Regions from separate parts of the Mus musculus genome. Here region 2 is linked to region 1. The links are chromatin contacts, called in public capture Hi-C maps. All regions are on one chromosome and are shown on one strand. The core of a region is the stretch at or near the end of the contact, and the rest is flanking DNA. Distances in the headings are between cores, read along the strand shown.

Region 1 (7,730 bases), core at 3,873-6,372:
CAAATTACAACAAACTCAGTGGCTATCCCATAGTTCTGGAGTTCAGAAATTCAAGATAGAGATGATCCTTGTTCTTGTTTTTTCCAGCTTCAAGTGACCACCTCCTCACATCGCCATGCCCTCTGTTTCCTTCATCACCTCTCCTCTGCTGGCTCTTCTGCCTTCCCCTTGCATCATTTAAAATCTTATGGAATTGCATAGGGCCCGCTGACCTAATCAACAATATTCTCACCGTCTCAAGATCTGAAATGTAACACATCTGCAAAGTCTCTTTTGCAGTGTTGAGGAACATATTCACAGGTACTGGGATTTCTGATGTGCACACAGATGAGAGCAGTGGTCATTGTTCTGTACACCATTGGGGGAACAAAGTGTTCTGTTTCTAAAAAGAGGAAGAGTAAAAATGGGGACTGGAGATGATTATCAGTTCATATGACCACAATTTTGTGAGACTCCTGGCGGTGCATATTTTTTTAAAGCAGTAAAATTGTCAAAGCTGGTGAACTTGTCAAGGACAGGATTTTGTTTTTCAGGAGTTCATGATTCACAGAGTTGAAGTGTTCTCATATTCCCCAAAACAAATCGTATTTTTGAGATCTACATCCTTTGTCACTAGTGACCGAGACGTCTGTCAGTTTTCTTTTGCCACATTCCATTTGTAGAGGGCATTTCCAATTACTCTTCTAGTTGTGTTTTCTTGAGTGCTAAGCAGCTACCACCATCACAATGATTAAATGCTGCGTGAGTGTATCAAGATCTTCAGGCATACTTAGAGCTCCAGTGTGTTAAAAAGAAAGAGAATGTGGATGGGGAAATGCCTCGATCCCTAAAGGGCACAAGCGTGAAGACCTGAGGTTGGAATCTAAGAATCCACATAAAACCAAATGCAGTGGCGCACCACTGTAATAATCTCAGTGCTTCTGTGGTGAGATGGAACAGGGCGACAGGGGAATCCACAGAAGCTCCTGGGTCAGCAAGCCTGTTGTATGCACCTGTCTCAAGCAGAATAGAAGGGACTTGTACTTGCTTTAGGTGCACACACACACACACACACACACACACCCCTCATAATAGCACACCGAGGCCAGGGCCCTCCTGTGTGCCATGATCCTTTATCAGGCATTTGTGCACATAGAAGGTAGATTAAACAAGCTCCTCTTTTCTAATGCCTTTTGGCTTTCAGTTTGTGTGTTCATCTGTTCTGGGTAGGGAGGGCGGGGAGATACATTGGTACTTTTTAGCTTGTGCTATCAGATTGGAATGTTTGTGCAGCCCCAGATTCACTCATATGTTAATGTCCTAGTACCTAATGTGGTCCTATTTGGAGATGGTGCCTTTGGGGGAGATTAATTACAGGTTCGGTCATACTCCTTGACACAGCCTGATTTAAAAATCTTTATTTTTTTGTCTTTTGTCATTAATTGCTTCCTTCTGGCCACCAAGAGCCAAGTTAGTAATCAGTCATATTCACATGCACCCAGTTTTGTACACATTAGAACAAACTCTCTATAGTGATGACTTAGGGAGTCTCTAGTTGCCAACAAGACTTATTTGTCCTTTGTTGGCGCTAGCAGAACCTACCCACAGCTTCCCTGGGCTCTGCTGTCTTTGCATGTTCAAGTCCCTCCTTATTGTCCAGGGCTCGGTCTTGGGAAATCTTGGCTTTCAGCTTATAGCTGACAGTTTTTGCTTAGGAGGTGGAAGAGAATAGTACGCTTGACTACAGTAAGTCATGCATGTGCATTCCAGTACTTATGAAAAGGAAGAAATCAATAGGCAAAGAGCTATTTATTTTTGAGGCGGGTCCGTGAGACCTCTTATTCACTGTTGTTTTCCTTGGATTGCTGAAAAATGGAAGAATCTGAGCTTCGTTTGTGGCCATCCCTAATTCTGCTTCCTCCTCCTCTCCCCACCCTAACTTAGATGCTTTCGGAAGCATAGAAGAAGGGGTAGACACATGTTGAAGAGAAGACACATGTTGGTTGACAAAACCCAGGGACTTTAAGGACCCCAACCTTCATGCTCTGTGTACATTGTCCCTGCCCCCTGGTTGTCAGGCCATGATAACAGCCTTCAAATTCACATGGTGTGTTACCTATAATGGGTGGCAAAAGGAAAAAAAAACTGTTGAATGAGAAGAAACATGAGTCTAAAGGCAGAGTATCATTTTCCCAAACCAGGGTAGAAATCATCATTTAATTACATGCCTTATTGGCTTCCATTGGCCTGAGATTGGTGGTCAGGTGCAACTGAGAAAGTCATTACTGCCTGTAGTCTTCCTTACTGTTGGCCATGTTGTAAGGCATATTTATGTATTTGGAAGTAATTTCCCTGCAAATGACCTAAAAAAGTAGGCATGGGAGAATTTTGACATTGGGATAGAATTTATGACCCCCCAGATCACTTGCCTCATATGCATGGGAATCTTTTCTTGGTCCTTGACTCATCATTAAGAGAAGTTCCTTTTGTATTGAAATTACCAAGAGATGACCCTATTGGTGGTCAGCCTCCTGTAAAGCTCGGACCTTGTTGCTGTCTCCTCCGAAGTTTGCCATAGAAGGTTCTACTTTATCAGTTTAAGTTGTGGTCAGCCTTCAGGCTTTCCACACTTCCTCTTGGGCCTGTAATGAAGCGAATTCGTGTGCCTGGCTGTGCAGAGTCCATCTCAGATATGAGAACCCATGGGCTGATTTCTACAGGGCGTTCATCCTGCATTTTAGGGAAGTGTAGTTGGCTGGCCTCAAATGAGGGATGTTTTTCTTCTTTCCTTCACTGACTGGACTCAAACTTTTTATCTTGAACCAGACACTGCCATTTACAGCAGAGTTCATTTCTTTTCATTAGGGAGTAATTGCTTAAAAAATGCCTCTCCCCCCCCGCCCCCCCCCCCCCCCGCTAAAAACACAGTCTTTCATCTTCTAAACTGGCAGTGGAAGCTCCCATCAGCTGGCCTCACATGCAAACAGTCTGTAATGGTGGAGATGGTAGTAGGATGCTGAGTCTCTTTGGATTGTCTTGAATGTTGACAATGAATGTTGAGTGAACCTGCTTTGGATGTTATGTGTGTCCACTCCTTTAGGGACCATCTCATGTGTCCTAGACAGCTCTACCTTTGGATGTTAGTACACTTTGGAGAACGGGAGGAGCCATATGTCTGCTTCCTAGGCAACTGAGACTTACTGAAAGTAGAGCTTAAGTGGCCCAACTGTCCTGGCATTGGAAATCATTACTTTTTATTTTTAGGTTATCCTCTGTTAGCCCTAACTCCTTTCAAGTGCAGGCAACTGGAATCAATGAGCAAGACCTTTGTCAGATGGGCCCTATCTGAGTTTAAACTTTCCCTCTCAGTTAGTTGGAAGGAGTTTAGGAGACCCAAATTGAACGAAAGAACAGTGCTAATTTCCATGTTTGCTCTCTTTTAGCCGAATCTGCCATTTAAGGAGGGTTCTGTCTCCCTGTGGATTTAGGGTACTCACTACAAGAAAATGATGTTCAAAAGAGTTCATTCTGGCTCTTTACGAGCTCATGGCACCAGCTAAACCAATAGCCATAAGAACAGTTTGCATTAAAAAAAAAAAAAAAAACCCAACCCTTTGAGGCTCCTGAAGAGCAAGCAACCCTGAGACTGGGACTCAGACACTGTGAGCTTCAGTGGGTCTCAAAAGGAAATTGGTGTCATCATCTCTAGTTGCAAAGTGTTGCGTTAAATGATAAGAAGAGGCTTACCTTGCATTGCTCATTGCCTAAGTAATAATCTTATTTTACTATCCCCGTTCTTGCCCACCTTCACTTACAAAAATAACTCTGAGTGGGTTTTCTTTTTAAAGATTTGTGTCAAACTGATACCTCATAAAATGGCACAAGCAAAGTGTTCTATTTAGAACCTGTCCTGTGACATAAAAACACACGTGTTTTTAGTTATTGGACTCTGGTTTTTGGAATTAAGGCTAGGGGAATGAAGACTGATAGTAGCTATGGGCATGGAGCTAGGTTTTCAGACAAGACATGAAAATGCTGTGGATTTTGCATAGATAGATTTACTTAAGTAAAACTTGCTTATTCATTAGGCCCCAAACATGCTGCTATGGCATTTCGTAAGTAGGACTTTATGTTTCCTATTGCTACCTGTTTTATTTACATATCTCTTGTTGTGATAAGACATTATGACCAAGGCAACTTACAGAAGAAATAATTTATTTATTTTGGGGCTTATGGCTTCGGAGGATGAGTCCATGATGGCAGAGCAAAGGTATGGTGGTGGCAAGAACAGCAGAGAGCTTACACTATAATCCATAAGTACAGGGCAGAGGCACACACACACACACACACACACAGAGAGAGAGAGAGAGAGAGAGAGACAGAGAGAGACAGAGAGACAGAGAGAGAGAGAGAGACAAGGGGAGATTTTGAAAGCTCAAAACTTGCCCCCAATGACACACCCAATAAGGCCACACCTCCTAATGCTTCTCAAAACAGTTTCGTAAACTAAAGAGCAAGCATCCAAATCTATGTGCCAATGGGGGCCATTCTTATTCAAAGCACCACACTGCCCTAACAAATTACTACAAACCCAACACAAGTGTATTGTCTCCCAGTTCTATAGGAGTCTGATGTGGGTCTCATGTGTTTAGTATGAAGGTATTGACAGGGCTGTGTTTCTTACTGGGAACTAGTGAAAAATCTCTTGTTTTTGACCCCAGCTGCTCATGTTTCCTTTCTGAGTCTTCAAAGAAGGTGAACTCTGCTAGCATCTCACCACTCTGACCTCTTTCAGTGTGTCTTCCATAATGTGAGATTCACCTGGAGAATCCAGGTTAATTAATCTCCCCATTTTAATGCCAACTGACTGGCAACCTTGTTGGCAACTTGCTGGTTATTCACAGGTCCTTGGAATTTCATATGTGGGCAGTGTTGGGGATGCATTACTCTAGATAGTTTACTGGGGACTTTTTGTTCTCATCACGTAGTGGGCAATGGTGTCAGTAGCAGCTCATGGTGGAGGATAGCTTCCGTCTTTACAGCACTGCAGGAAATTAAGAAGGTGCAGTTCTCAGACCATGGCTCATGAGAGGCAGGCTGCCCTCGGGCTAGAGCCTCACGGTGGCGTGCTGTTAAAGGGGGGCATGGAGTGGAGCTGACGAGTCACAGCTGGGCTGGCCAGCCAGTGAGTAAGGAGGAAGCAGGAAGATGAAGACAGGAAATGGCAGTCGAGTCAGTCCCTTGGGAGAAAGAAAATAGAAGATGGGGTTGGCTACATTTGACCTAAAGAAAGGAAAAAGAGGGGCCTTTTTTATCCTGTGCTTTGGAACTGGTTCCTCTCTTGAGGTTATGCGGAGACTCTAGACTGAATACATTTGGTCTCTGTTTAGATACGGGTTGTGCTTTTGCCACCGAAACACAAAGGCTTCAAGCATGAGCGCTGAGTCTTGCAGTGGGGGGTAGGGAGAGCAGCAGCCCATGTAATCTAGTCCCAGGAGAGCTCTGCTCTGGGGGTTGCAAACGGACTTGTACAGATTCACAGAGCCTTGGCCGTTTTCTCAGACTCCTAAGGTAGACTCTGCTGTGAACTGACCTATGCTGGGTTGTACTTTGAAGAACTGTCATGCTCTCCTGGGACACAATAGAAGGGAACTTTGAGGGTCATTTCCCACAGCCTTATGATCAGAGAATATTCTAGCCACGCCCGACTCGTGTTAGTCGGAAGGCACAGGGAAGCTGTGCTAAGTTCCCAGTCACAGTGTCTCTGTGTGACAGTGGCAGAATTCAGCTAACCCCCAGAAGGAGGCCAGGGCTTTTATTTTCTAGCCAAACATGGGCCCGGACACAGTACTTTCTGAAGAGGGCAGAGTGCTGAGCTTTGTAGATTCTTCGCTGTAGTTCTTACAAGAATCAGCATGCCATTACAGTGTTTTCCCCAGTTCATGGGTCACAGGGCCATTGCTCATGTTGATGGTTCATCAGCTGCAGCCAGTAAACTCTGATTAGTCTTTCCTGCTGGCCCACCATGCCTGGGAGGGGCATTTGTTTCTGATATGAGTACTTCGAGTGTGAATCCAGCATTTTTGGTTAAGAATTAAAGCTAATTAATAAACCAGAATATATTTTACTGCTTTTTTTTTGAAAGCATGAGTTGATTTTTAACACTTTATTTTGAGGGGCTAGAGAGATGATGGCTCAGCAGTTAAGAGCACTGTCTGTTCTTCCAGAGGACCTGGGTTCAATTCCCAGCAACCACATGGTGGCCCACACATGTCTGCAACTCAGTTCCAGGACTTCTGACACCCTCACACAGACACATATGAATGCAAAACTCCAATGTACATAAGTTAAAAGTAAATTTTAAAAACTTTATTTTGAACAGACTTCAGTCTTGCAGAAAAGATGCAAAAGTGATATTGGGCTTTCACATAGCTCCCACCCAGTTTTCCGTATGGTTGGCTAGCATCTTTCATAATCATAGTTATGTTTATGTTCTTGTTAGAATTGGGAAACCAACATTGGCATAATACTATTTGTTATATTGAAAGTATTATATAATGTCATCAGGTTTTTGACTGGGGTCCTTTTAAAAAATTCTTGTCTTGAATCCTGTCCAGAATCTTACCTTTCATTTGGTTGTTGTTCCATCCTGGACTCCCACTGTCTGTGACAGTTCCTCCATCTGTCACGACCTTGATAGTTCTGAAGCATATTGATTAGTTATTTGGGTAACTGTTCTACAATTGTGTTTTCTCGTGACTGGATTGAGGTTACTTAAAAATCTTATTTCATTTTTGTGATTAATATAATTAGAACATTTCTCCTTTTTTCTTCTTTTTCTTCCCTCCCTCCAAATTCACCCATATACTTGTCTCCACTCTCCTTCAGCTGAAAGCTTACTGAATAACTTTTAACAATTTTGAAATGAGGAGTTTGGTGGCATCAAGTATATTCACAGGTGTGTTGTTACTATTCTCAGGACATTTCCATAACTCTCATATAGTCTATCTCATCTATCCTATCCTCGATTAGTAGTTAGTCTCCAAATGACCCCTCCTCTGGCCTCTCTTCACTGCTAGTCTCCTTGCTGATTCTATGATTGTTGCCTAGTCCATGTTCCTTATGTAGGTAGCATCATAGTGTTTACTAGTCTGTGTCTTGCCTCTTTGACTTAGCTTTCAAGGATCCTCCATTTGACAATGTGTTGGCTTGGCCATGGTGTCTCTTCCACAGCAATAAAACCCTAACTTGGGCAGTAGAGAGACAGCAGGATAGGATTCACGATCACAATTCACTGCGGTGGAGGGCAGGCTGGGGAGAAGCTAGCACATTCTGCAACCCCAAAGCCAAGAGAGAACAGCTGAGTTGGAAATGAAGGCACTTTAGTCTTCTCAGTGTTTTTACATCTTTGTGACTGCATTTCCTAACAAGAAATGATATATTCATAATATATAGTGTAGTATTGTGTATTACATGTAATACTTAGTATGCTCCATGTAGAAGCAGGAGGATTGTGAGTTGAAGGCCAGCCTTAGTGAAACCATCTTAAGAAAAAGGACATATTTTACATTTTGACCTCATCTTTATTTATGCTTGAAGTTTGTGATTACACCACAAGTATTTGATAAAAATCTGTTATTTTATATTTCTTTCTATTCCATTAGGGAAAAAAGAAACCTGTTTCTTGTGACCATGCTTAGTCTTAGCCTGAAAGTACCTTTGTACACAAAGGCATGTGGTTGCTGGGAACA
Region 2 (7,730 bases), core at 2,850-5,349, 190 kb after region 1:
GCAATGGGTACTTGTGTTGATTTATGGAGCCATTGTGTTGTTACATAATCTGACTTGAGAGCTGATGAGTGTGATACTGTTTTATTAGTGTACAATCTGGTTCTTTTCACTTTTGAGGTGGTTTTGTATTCAATATTTACGTTTAAAGAGGAAAGTTTCCTTTTCAGGTGGGGCTTGTTGCTTTCATTTTGCAGAAGCACAAATTGGATCCTGCATGTCAAAATTTGGTATGTGAATTGTCTCCCACATTGTCTCCCACTTAGGGTGGAGCAGTTGATCTTCTGACGTGGCTAACTTGATCATTTGTATGAGGAAAAAACGGAATCCAATTATCTTTGATAACTTCAAGAACCATATTTATAATTTCCATTCAACTTTATAAAGTATTAAGGCCCAATTCTCTGGATTAGTAGATAATTCTCTCTCTCTCTCTTTCTCTCTCTCTCTATCTATCTATCTCTCCCTCCACCCCTCCCTCTCTCTCTCCCTTCTTCCTTCCCTCCCTCCCTCTCTCTCTTGTCTATTTATCCCTCTCTCCCTCTCCCTCCCCCTCTCTCTGTATGCATGGGAGTTATGGATATGGGGCTGTGTACACTTGGAGGCCAGAAGTCAACACTGGGTGTCTCTCTTGATCTCTTTACACGATATTTACTACCCCAGGGCTTCCTCACTGAATCTGAAGCTCACTTGTTGATCAGGTTGATTGTCCAGTAAACTCCATGTTTTGTCTGTCTCTGCCTCCCAGTGCTGGGGTTATAGATATTTTCTACCATATCTAAATTTTTTGTGGATACTAGATATCTGAGCTTAGGGCCTCATGCTTGCATGGCAGACATTTTACCAACTGAACCATCCCCCAAGCCCCTATCCATGTATGTTTAATAAGTAACACTTAAAGATTACATGTCAGTGGAAAAAGCCCTCTACCAACCCTGAAACAAAGAAATAGTGAAGGCAGGCTTGGTAGTATGCACCTTTATCCTGGCACTTGGGAGACTGAGGCAGTATAATTGAAAAGTCAAGGCTCACCTGATGTCCTTAGTCAGTTCCAGTCAGCCAAACTAGCCAGCCAAACAAAAGCCAGGGCATATTGTTATTCTTGCTCCTCCTCTTAAGATATAAGAGGGACCCCACATAATACTAAAACATAGATATACCTGTGAATAATTTGTGTAATGTACCATTTAACTGAAATATTTACAGATGAAATGATGTAGAGAAGACAAGATTGGTGATGAGTTGATATTTTTTGAACTTCTGGCCCCCCAGCCTCTGCCTTTCAAATGCTAGGATTACAGGCTTATACCATCTAGCTCATGAGTTGATAGTAATTGAAAGCAAGTGACACATACATGGGAGTTTGATGTATGCTCCATTTTTGTGTATGTTACAAATTTTATTTAATAGAGATTACAGGAAAGGGAACTTTTGCCAAAATGTTTCCATTAAAATTATGCTTAGTTAGAATATGTTCGTAGGGCCTGGAGAGATGGCTCAGCAGTTTAGAGCACTTGTTGGTGAGTCACTCAGATGATTACTCTACATCAAACACTTAGGTAAAGGAGGGGTGGGTGTGATACAATTGTCGGTAAGTTGCAGAGATTTGGGTGAGGCCCAGGACCTCACTTGGTATGGCTTTCTATATAGAATAGTCATCGCTTTCTGTGCCAACTTAGTCCATGTTTGGACTCTAAAGGCATGACTAGTCTCGGCTCCTCTAATCATCTGGGAACCAGTCTTTTTAGACTGGTTGGAAAAGATATCTCGAAGCATTGTGGTTTGACAGGTTGGTCATATATAATGTTTCTTACAGAGAATCCTGTCAGGAACTTTTTTCCTATGCCTTCCTGGTTTAGTTGATTTCTCTTAGTGACTTCTGACATCTCTTTCTTGAAAGGATTTTGTTATTGTTGTTGTTGTTGTTATTTTTTACTAGTTTTTATTTGTGGCAGTCTCTGTTTTTAACTCCTGTCAACATGAATCTTATTTATAGAATTACAGTCACTCGAATTAATGCCTTTTATGGTATCAACATTGAAACATTTGCCTGTGGCAGAGAATTAAAATTTAAATTGTATGTAAATGGAAATTTGCAAATCAATTGTTTCAATCTGCCAAATTGTAGTTAAGAGAATTTTAATATTTTCATTCATATCTCTGATAGTCTTTTTATCCATTCTAGTAAAAATTCATTAAACTTCATAGTAGAATTAAACCAGATAAGTAACAAGTGACAGTCTTAGCTGAATACAGTATTCATGTCTGTATTCCCAGAATACTAGAGACTGAGGTGGGTGACCACTGCAAATTCAAGGCCAGCTTGGTCTATATAATTTCCAGTGCTATCTAATGCTACATAGCAAAATCATATTTCAAACAAACAAACAAACAACAAAAGTAATAGTCTCTATTGTAAATAAGAGATCTGGGGCCAAGAAGATTGCTCAGCAGGTAAAATTACCTGCCATCAAGCTTAGTGACCCAGGTTTGGTCCCCAGGATCCCCAAGGTGGAAGGACAAAACTTACTCCCACCAGCTGTCCCCTGACCTCTATACAATGCTACGGCACTTGTATGTATGTATATGTGTATATATATATATATATATATACATACACACACACACACACACACACACACACACACACACAAAATGTTCTCTCTTTCCCCTCTCTCTCTCTTGATTAAAAATTTTAAAAGAAGAAATCTCCATGCTTGTTAGTTCCTTTTCTATTGCTGTGACAAGACACCACAACCAAGTCAACTTACATAAGAAAGAGTTTATTTAGGGCTTAAAGTTTAGAGGGAAAATCCTTCAGCATCCTTTTGGGGAAGGTGACAGCAGTCAGCCAGACATGGTGCTGGGTACTAGCTGGGAGTTTACATTTTGATCCTCAAGCAGGAAACAGAGCAAGCTAACTGGAAATGATGTGTGTTTTTGAAACCTCAAAGCCTATCCCAAGTGACACAACTCCTCCAACAATGCCACACCTCCTAATCCTTTCTACACAGTTTTACCAACTGGGGACCAAGGATTCAAATATATGAGTCTATAAGGACTTTTGTCATTCAAACAATCATAATCTCCAATCCTTTGAAGAGAAATAAGCTCTGGTGAGGCCCAGGAGCTAATATATTCTTTGGCTAATAAAACACAACTGGGTAAGATTTAAAAAAAAACTCATCTAAGACTTAGATTATTGAATATTCCTCAGTTGGATGGAAAGATATGATTATATGACATCTTTAGAGTGATTGCAAACTCTGTGGCTTTCAATGAGCAGATGGTATTATGATGCTTACTGGTTAAGTGAAACATATGGGATTGTTAGACTTCAGTTTATTTATTCCCATTGTATCCATGTTTCCTTGTCTAGGAAAAGGAAAGGGGGGTTGGTAAGGAATGGGAAACAATGTTACAGTTTTTAAAAGATTATTATTATTTAAGTGTGTGTGTGCCTGTGTGTGCAAGCAAGCCATGTTCCCTGTGTGAGTGCAGTTGCCCTTGGAAGTCAGAAGAGCATATCAGATCCTCTGGAGGTGGAGTGACATGTGGTTGTAGGGCACCTGATAAAGGGCATAAAACTCTGGTCCTCTGGAAGAACAATATGTGCTCTTAAGTACTGAGCCATCTCTCTCTCCCGAGGGTTATTTTTTTGACAGGTTGGATGTTTTCTGCTATTTATGTATGCTCGACGTGTACTTTGTGAAACACTCAGCCTAATGTATTTTCCAAGAAATCTTTAACCGCAGCCAGATCATTACCAAGAGCCACAGTCTCAGGAGCTCTTACTATTGTATTTCTACAGACTGGAGCTAGAGCCCAGCGTGCAGAAAGCCGAGGCTTCGATCCTCAGCACTGTGTAAACCAGCTGTGTTCCTGCATGGTTAGAAGTCAATTACCTGGAGGTGGAGGCTATAGGGTACACAGTTCAAGATCACCCTCAGCTACATAGTGAGTTTAAAGTCAAAGTGTACACACACACACACACACACACACACACACATACGCTATTAAACAGCCAGGTCAGATAGGACAGGTTCAAATCCTAACTCTGCTTCCTTAGAAGGCAAGTTAGTGACTCAGAGCTTTCTGTTCCTCATCTTTAAAATTAGAATAACAAGATGATTTGTCACTTACGGGTAGCACGAGGATTAAGTAAATGTGTATAATGATTAGAAAAGTACTTATCATATAATAATCACGTAGTTAAGGTTCTTTTTTACTAGAAAGGAATAGTTACCTTTTCCAGGACCATTGCAGAGAGAGAGATTTCATGTAGTGTATAAATTCATTTGCCATGTGTCTTCTTCAGTCTTATTTTAAAGTAGTCTCACTGTGTAGCTCTGGTTGGTTTGGAACTCAATCTGTAGACCAGGTTAGCTCCCAGCTCCCAGCAATCTGCTTTTCTCTACTTCCCCGTGTGCTAGGGTGAAAAGGCAAATGCCTCCTTGCCTAGCTTCCACCTCAGTTGTTGGGCCAGGGTCTCACACTGAACCCGGAGCTGATCAGTTTGGTTAGACTGGCTGGCCAATGGGTTTTCGGGATCTCTCTGCCTGTACCTCCCCAGCACCAGGATTATAGGTTCACCTTGCTGTGCCTGGTTCTACCTGAGTGCTAGGAATTCCTCTTGTTTGCATGGCGAACACTTTAGCAACAGAGCCATCTCTCCAGCCTGACATTTTTTTTTAAATCTTGATTATGGAAGATTTGAAACTCCAAAAAGTAGACTCGAATTTTGCTATATTTGTGGCAACTGTTTGTTTCATATTACCAAGTCTTAAATGTCAGCCACTAGAATGTAAATGCCATAATTTGGGACCTTGTCTGCATTAGTCACCACTCTATTTACAATTCCTTGAAAAAAAATTGTTAAAACTACTATGTATCATTGGTCTTCAGTAAATGTTTGTTGACAAGATAAGTGAAGACCCTCTTTTGTCTTAATCCAGTTAGAACTCTAAAGCTCACTGTGCTCCTGCTGGGCTTGTGGTGTAGCTGAAAATTCCCTTTCCATTTATTCATTAATTGCCTCAGGTATTCATTTACTGAAGCATCACCAAATTTCTTGTACAGATCATCAGTGGCACCCTGAGATTTCTCTATGACTGACTGACTGAATGGGTGACAATCCACATCAAAAGCAATCAGCTGAGTGGTATATGCAGATCAGTGGTTCTCAACCTGTGGATATCCTATCCCGCACATATCATATCCTGTATATCTGATATTTATATTATGATTCATAAACATTAGCAAAATTATAGTAATGAAGTATCAATGAAAATAAATTTCTGGTTGGAGAAGCTCACCACAACATGGCAAATTGTATTGAAGAATCACAGCATTATGAAAGTGGAGAAACAATTGACCTAGATGTTGTAGTTATAGATTAGGTATAGAGTGGTTTTCCTTGTTTGTTTGCCCGGATGATTATTGATTAGGAGTCAGGTAGATATGATCTAGGTAATTGGTATTTAACACTTCTTACCAAAGTCATACTTTGGCTCAGTCATTATTTCTAGGTTTCTCATCTGATACCATGGATTGTCTCAAAACCTTTTATTTATGTTTTGTTTGAGACAGGCTACCATGGACCCTAGGCTCATTTCTAACCCACTATGTAGGTGGGGATGATAATGAACTGTTGATGCTCCTGTTTCTACCTTCCAACTTCTGGGATTACAGGCATATACCTCCATGCCTGGGTAGATTGTCCCTTGATCTGAGAAACTTGTATATATAAAGGACCATATAAGGCAGGGAGAAGGACTAGCAGAGTTGTGTCCATAGTTGCTGTGAGAATCGGGCAGAAGGGAATTTCCTGGGATGCTGAAAAGTAAGGGAGTATCTAAAGATATTTTCAAGGAAAAGAGTGTTCAAAAATGATGGGAAGTCACAGGATTGACGGTATGTGTGTGGATCGGGAGAAAGCATGATTACAATGAAGGGGCAAATAGGTAGATTGGGCCGGAGCTCAGGGAGGGTCAGGTTGTGATGGTGGTAGGCAGCTGGTGCCTCTTTCCACAGGAGTTTGCCAGTCTGCTTTCCCTGGGTGGGCTGGCATGTTGGTGGAGGAGTTCAGTTGTGCACTTTAGAGAGATAACTAGGGAGGTGCCTGAGAATGTGGACTAGAGATTGAAGAGGAAGTAGCTGGCAGAGTTGCCAGCCCAGGGCTCTGTGGTTGATGACTAATTGGCCAGGCACCAGGAGCTTCTAGTAGCTCCTGGAAAGGGGCAGATGGGCCCACCTCATGCACACACTTGCAGCCAGGCTGCCATTGGCACGGTTGGCAGCAGAATTGACAGATGAGCCAAATTTTCTTTCAAAGAAAATTGTTCTGTGTGTTTGGGGAACCAGAAAGCCAAGAGTCAGCATTCTATTGTCTTTGCTCATAGATGAACTAGCCATGGGGGTGGGGAGCGGGGGATAAGTTAGGAGGGTATTGTTTAAATACATTTGCATTTGTGTATGCACCCATATAATTGTGTATATGTATAAATAACACCTATGCATTTCAACAAATTCATCTTCCCAATTAGTTTTTTTTTGTTATCGTTGTTATTTTGAAATAAGTTGTCATGTTGCCCAGGTTGGATTCAGACTCACTATGAGTCCAGGCTAGCCCTGAACTCCTATAATCCTCCTGCCTCACTCTCCAAATGCTGAGACTATAGGTGTGTGGTGTTGTGCACACCTACCTGCCCTAATTAGTATTTATCTATTTAAATCCTTTGATACTGGGTCTCATGTAGCCCACAGTGACCTATAGCTCACTATGAAGCTATAGATGGCCTTGAACTCCTCAGCTTCCTGTCTGTTTTCTAAGTACTGCAATTACAGACTTATGCCACCATGTCCGCCTTTTAATTTGTTGCTTTTCTAATTAGTTTTTAAATTAGCTCTTCATGTAGAATAATTTTAGGTTTACAGAGAGGTGGTAAAGTAATACCGGAATTTCTACATACCCCATGCAGAGCTCTCACAATTGTTAGCAGCTTCTATTCATATTATATCTGTTGCAATGTATAAGCCAATGCCACTAGGTGGTTATTAATTAAAGCCCTAACTTTATTCAGGTACCCTGTTTTTATTAGTAGTATTATTTTTTTAATTAGGTATTTTCTTCATTTTCATTTCCAATGCTACCCCAAAAATCCTCCAACCATCCCACTCCCCTCTCCCCCCACTCCCACTTCTTGGCCCTGGCATTCCCCTGTACTGAGGCATATAAAATTTTCAAGACCAATGGGCCTCTCTTTCCACTGATGGCCGACTAGGTCATCTTCTGATACATATGCAGCTAGAGACAGGAGCTCTGGGGGGTACTGGTTAGTTCATATTGTTCCACCTATAGGGTTACAGACCCCTTAAGGTACCCTTAGTTTTTATTCATTGTCCCTTTTCTTTAATTTTAGGGTGTCATTCAGGATTCTGCATTGTATTTAATCACCCTAACTCCTAAGATTCCTCCTGTTTTGGTGACCTTAGCAATTTTGAGTTTTGTAGAATGTTCAATTGGCCATTTGTCTGAAGGTTTTCTCATGATGGAGGCTCATTCATGTGACATCAGATGCGGAGGGCTCATGATATCAAAGTAACTTCATTTTCAATGTTGACTTTGGTCACCTTGACTGAGGTGAGCTTGGACAGTTTTGTCCCCTGGGAAGGTTCCTTGTCTTGTTTTATTTCATTCTGCCTTCTTTCCATTCTAAACTCTTTTGGAAGAA

What was found. Capture Hi-C pulls out chosen DNA fragments and counts their contacts.
Region 2: a capture Hi-C map of bone marrow-derived macrophages shows a contact between it and region 1, with 5 times the contacts expected there. The contact joins two enhancer-like sites. A contact is called at or near these places in 3 of 484 Hi-C or Micro-C datasets (the HL-1 cell line, cortical neurons and double positive thymocytes) and 4 of 9 other capture datasets (adipose tissue, bone marrow-derived macrophages, liver and 1 more).

What each region holds. Positions count from the first base shown.
Region 1 is chrX:159,645,104-159,652,833 of GRCm38.p6, forward strand. All of the region lies in intron 1 of Sh3kbp1 (SH3-domain kinase binding protein 1), which reads left to right. Among named protein-coding and RNA genes, the nearest start is that of Sh3kbp1, 22 kb to the left of the region's middle. Within about 2 kb of position 5,123, at least 94 of the 459 cell types and tissues checked have an H3K27ac peak or open chromatin away from gene starts, as enhancers often do. A contact at or near this core is called in bone marrow-derived macrophages, where this site is marked.
Region 2 is chrX:159,831,377-159,839,106 of GRCm38.p6, forward strand. All of the region lies in intron 6 of Sh3kbp1 (SH3-domain kinase binding protein 1), which reads left to right. Among named protein-coding and RNA genes, the nearest start is that of Map3k15, 150 kb to the right of the region's middle. Within about 2 kb of position 4,100, at least 5 of the 459 cell types and tissues checked have an H3K27ac peak or open chromatin away from gene starts, as enhancers often do. A contact at or near this core is called in bone marrow-derived macrophages, where this site is marked.